Linked DNA regions of Zea mays: region 1 is linked to region 2. Evidence: chromatin contacts called from public Hi-C data. All regions are on one chromosome and are shown on one strand. The core of a region is the stretch at or near the end of the contact, and the rest is flanking DNA. Distances in the headings are between cores, read along the strand shown.

Region 1 (2,700 bases), core at 194-2,693, 570 kb before region 2:
GCGTGCGACGAAACGGAGTTGGTGATTTGATCACACTAATCACAACTCTGTGGTTGCCGCGCCAGAAGAGTTTCTCAAAGAAGGCGTCTGTGCCGGAAATCCGGGACATGAGAAGTCGTTAAACTAACCTGTTCAGCGGCGTCCATTCCTTTTCCCATGAGTTCATCGACGACTGCGTCCCAGATGCGCGATCCTCTGAAGAACAGCTTAGTTCCGTCCTACATCACTCAAACCCAGGGTCCGTTTCAACATGCAAGTGCTAGTTTGAAGACTCAAATCCTCGGAAATTAGAGAAGATTAAAATAAAAATGAACTAATTTCTCTCTCAAACCCTTTCAATCGCGAAGGGAACGTGATAGCCCTGAATTTAGATAGACAGGTCGAATAAACAATCTAGAAAGAAAAAGAAAAAAGTCACCTGTGCTTCACCCTCCGCGTCCCCAGAAAATGACGCCCCGTCGCAATACCTTACGTAGACTTTGTTCCAGTTGTAGAAATCTGGTAACACAGCTCACACGCCAGCTAAAACTGTTAAGGCTAATCACTTGAGTTCATGTGGGTTGGAGCGTTTTGGTGTGGGATTTTAAACAAAATTTCACACCATACCACTCCAGCCCACCCACGTACGTGGATTGCATCATGCAAGAGGAGACCAAAACTATGGGACATGGAAACAGGTAACTATGGTGGCACTTCGATGGGATGGCTAGCTACACTCAACGACGTACCAGGATTCTGAGGCTGCTGGTTTCTGAATATCCCATCAAAGGTTACTGCTCCCATAAGCTTGGACGAGCCATAGGCGGTCATCTTACGCTCGGAACAAGTTTCTGTGTCTGTGGTGTTACTGCTGCACCAAGCTCCTCCCTGAGTTTCATTTTCATCAATGCAGAACATCAGCAATAAAAAGCTACTAAGCACCGTGAAACCTGAAGCTGAAAAGGAAAAATGGATGGGTCTGCTTCAGCCAACCTGAAGATAGACGATCCAGCTGTGGGATCCGGAGCCGAAGCCTCTCTGCAAGTGGTAGCCCGGCGGGCTTCCATCCAAGCACACTGCAGTGCATGCATATATACATATGTGTGTGTAAATAGACCATCAAATAATGGAAGGAAACAAAGAAGCGACGCTAGATAAATAGCTCCATATGAACCTGCGCCCTTCTCCCGCGCGCCGGTGAGGAGCGTCAGCTCGACGAGCTCCGGAGAAGGTGAAGGGTCCGTCGCCATAACCAAGGCGGCCAGCAGGGCCAGCTGCAGCGCGAGCAGTGGCGTTGCCGCCGTGAACGTGACCCATCCGGTGGGTCGATGCTGCCGGAAAGGCGACGACGACGACGGCGTGTGCTCTGCAATCGCCATGCATGTATGGCTCAATGTGGCTGACGACGACGACGACGTTGCTCGCGCGCGCTTGTAGTGTAGTGTAGCTACGAGCCGAAAGTGCGGAGGGCTGCTATCTGTCCTGTTGGCGTCTCTGAAGCCGAGTGTATATAGCTCGTGAAGCCGCGTGATGGATCGGAAGCATCAAGCCATCAAGCATGGATGATGGATGGAACAGGCGCCACACGGTTCCGGATATGAACATCGAGTAGGACGACGCAACTAGTACGTTCTTTGAAGAGGCCGTCGGAGCACGACAGCAACTTCCAAATGGCAACAAGTCGACAGAGACCGACGACTTGACGACGACTCGGCCGCTCCACCGTGTCATGTGTACAGAGTACGGTTGACGTCGAGACGACGACGAGGGTCGGTGCTGCTGCTCTTGCTCTGTGTTGTGGCCGCGCGTGTCGTGGCCGAAACGTTCGTGCTTCTGTTCGTCAGTAAAAAAATTTGCAGTAGCGCAGATAGAGAACCAGCAGAACAGCCTGTAAGCGAGGCCTGGAACGCAGGAGGGAAATAAATTAAGTTGGACGTGGCTCTTGGTTAGGACTTGTGTGGTCAAGCTTTGTGCAATTATCGGACAAACTATACGAAATCAATGAAAACCTGTTTAGGCATGTCCATTTCTTTTACCACGAGTTCACCCCCAACTGCTTCCCAGATGCGCAATCCTTAATCCTTTGAAGAAAAATTTGGTTCCATCATATACATATCCCAGTACAGCATCAGTTTGAGAAATTAAGATGGTCAGTTCAATTATTATAAAAAAAAAATCACCAGATCTTCACCCGCTGCATCCCCAGAAAATGACGCTCCGTCACAGTACCTTATAACAACTATACTCCAGTAGAAGAAATCTGATGAAGACTGTAGGATCACAACCCAATTCAAAATCTGATGTCGACTGGCTAAAATTAGTGCAAAGTGTTACTGCATCTGCATTAGTCCAAATTCCAATATAAAATTAGGGGCCTGTACGTTTCATTCCACTTGGATTGCGGATGAAAAGCATCTTGATGGAGACTAGTATAGCCATAGGAAATCCATGACAGAACCAACTTTATCTACCAGGATTTTCTGTGTGTCCTCAGTCATTTCTCCATTGCAGGTGATAAAGTTCAAGTTTTTACCATAAAATCCTCTGTTCAATCAAACTTAGGGGTTGTTTGGTTACTAGGAACTAATTTTTAGTCTCCCAATTTTATTTCATTTTAGTCTCTAAATTGCTAAATATAGAAACTAAAATAGAGTTTTAGTTTCTGTATTTGATAATTTAGGGACTAAAATAAAATAAAATAAAATGGATAAATTAAAAATT
Region 2 (2,700 bases), core at 156-2,655:
CCCGATCGAGTCACGCTGTTTTCAGGCCTGATCTGCCCCGACGACGCAAGGAGGAAAATTTTTAAAACAAGTAGCCGCTGATGAAGTTGAGAACTTTAGAATTTGTTTTTCCGTCAGAGATGGCAAATCTGACCTGTCCCGCACCGACCGACGCGTGAAAACCGCGAGCTCTCATTCTCTCATCAATCATCATCGATCATGAGACGAGATGCAATCACCGGACACCGACGGCGATATTAATCTATGGTTAGCCGACCCGACGTGATTAAACAAAGCTAGTAGTACAGTGGTGCCAAGGACGGTGTTCAAAACCAGTGGGCTTCCAGCTCTCAAGTCTGAACCCACGCACCTGCACCTGCATCTGCATGGATTACAGCCAGCGGACAGCGTGTGCATCGCAGGAGCAGGAGCAGGAGCCTCTTCGCTGCATCACATGGCAACACGGCGTGCGTGCCCAAGAAGAAGGGCCGAGCCATGTGGACGGTGGTCGGAACATGCCGTGCTCCCAGTTCTGCCTGTGCTTTGTTGCCGCGAGCTGATCAGTGCGACTGACTAGGGATGGCAGTGGGTAAGGTACCCGGTGGACATACGAAGCCATACTCATACCCACTAGAAAAAAATTGACCTATACCTATACCCACTACCTATCGTGGGTACAAAATTACGCCATACACATACCCACCATGGGTAGCGGGTACCCGTCGGGTACTCATACCCATTAACATTACGATAGACATGATTATTTGAATCACAAAAATAAGTACCAGCATAACAAATGTATCGAACCCAACCTAATTTTATCATAGGTTCAACAATATTCAACATTAAATGGCAATATCATGCCTTCAAATCACATAAAACATAGCATTGATTCTATAAAATTGTGGACAAAATCATGCCTTCAAATCTAATTGTTCAATACACAATACTTAATATTTGAATATATTAGCGGGTTCCCCATCGGACAGCGAGTATGGGGCAACAGAGAACATACCTACGCCCACCGTACCCGATGGGCATAACAAATGACCTAATAAAATACTTATGGATATCAAAATCTGTCATATCCATGCTCTAATAGGGTTTTTACCCATCGGGTTTCGGGTACCCATTGCCATCCCTATGACTGACGGACGAGTGGTGATGTTGGCTGGATTTTCGTGATCGATGAGTTCATGATGGCATGGTGTGCTATTGGCGACGAACAATAAACGCACTCAATTTTCTCAGATTTTCACTACACAGATCGTGATGGTCCAGGGCTCCAGGCTTCAGTCAGATTCAGAGTTCAGAATTCAGAATCTATAGAGATACTCTACTAGTCAGTTCCGAGCGGCCGCACTGGACCTGAACAGCGAGCAATGGAAAATTGGGCCGAACCATATCGAGGCCCGACCGTATCTGCATCTTGCATACAGAGAAGGCCCATCTACGCCGCGGACCGCAGGCCGCTTGTTCACGGCTCGAAAGACCAGGGGAAGCCGGAAACCGCACGGCCGGCCTGCCTCTAGTCGTCGTCGTCGTCGTCGTGGTGGTGCTTGCGGCAGCTCCGGAGTCCAGGCAGCACGCTAGTCGGGGGGCGCGGGGGAGGAGATATGGATCGGTCGTATCTCCCCGTGGCGGCGGCGGCCGTCGCCCTGGTCCTCGTGTGCTGCTCCGGCCTCTGCCGCGGCGAGCGGCTCGGGGCGAGGGAGTGCGAGGACCTGGGGTTCACCGGCCTCGCTCTCTGCTCCGACTGCAACGCGCTCTCCGAGTTCGTCAAGGACCAAGGTACGCCCGGATCGTCCCTCCGGCGCGCGACACCACGCACTCGGTGCGCTGCTGCTGAGTGCTGATTGGATTTCCGATCTCAACCGGGAACACGTAGCCGTAGGAGCAGGGAGGGGTCGTTCGGATCCGAAATTCCGAATATGTCAGCTTTCTCATCTCGGATGTGGAATCTGCGAGGAGCGGTTTGACGTTCGCTGCGTATCTTGCAGGCAGGCTTAGAAATCGGATCACTTTAAATGCCAAACCTTCTTATTGAGGGTGGTTACTGTTGAGAGCGATTTTTAGACGACATACCAACCACGACCTAGTTGACGAATCGTATTAAATCACGAGAGAACTTTAGGATTAGCTCACTGAGCATTGATGGATTTCAGATTTCCCCACGATTCTTTTTTTTTGCAGTCCTGATGAGAGGTTCGTTTTTTTTTTCTTTTAATAAAACTTGAAACGGGCAGCGAAATGGATTTCTGGGATTAGTGGAGGCTTTATGAACCTATGTTGATTGGACTAAAAAACTTTAGGTTTTGCTCTTAGCTCAGAAATTGTAGATCAGGTGGTGCTGGTTATGCATTGTCCTCACTATTTGGGTTAGCCCCCTAGTAGCACTCTATACTCTATAGAACTCTGAACTCGTGTTATCCAGATGATGCGAGGCCTTAATCTGCCTTCTATAAAAGCCGAGCAATATTAGTCTTGAAGACAGAGTCAAAGAGCTGAAGCTACCTGCATCAGAATGGACTGGAAACAACCTTATTGTCACCAACTGAACACTTTAATTTGGAGGAATATATTTTGCCAGCTCTGTTTGTTGCTTCTTGCAATATCTTTTGTTCCAGTTGCTACATGACTCCATTAGTCACAGCAAAGAAACTAGGGGTGGACTCATTTCCACATCTGCTATTTATGCGTTATGCCATATGATTGTTTCAA

What was found. A called contact is a pair of places that touch in the nucleus more often than the background predicts.
Region 1: a contact with region 2 is called in a Hi-C map of bundle sheath, with 2.1 times the contacts expected there. The contact joins the promoter of LOC100382269 here to the promoter of LOC100282317 in region 2. A contact is called at or near these places in 2 of 25 Hi-C or Micro-C datasets (bundle sheath and leaf).

The regions. Positions count from the first base shown.
Region 1 is chr3:173,657,752-173,660,451 of Zm-B73-REFERENCE-NAM-5.0, reverse strand. LOC100382269 reads right to left here and starts at 1,443. Exons shown (of 12, transcript NM_001361649.1): 1 at 1,154-1,443; 2 at 973-1,055; 3 at 729-867; 4 at 419-498; 5 at 129-218. The coding sequence starts at 1,358.
Region 2 is chr3:173,089,902-173,092,601 of Zm-B73-REFERENCE-NAM-5.0, reverse strand. LOC100282317 reads left to right here and starts at 1,405. Exons shown (of 4, transcript NM_001351129.1): 1 at 1,405-1,770. The coding sequence starts at 1,596.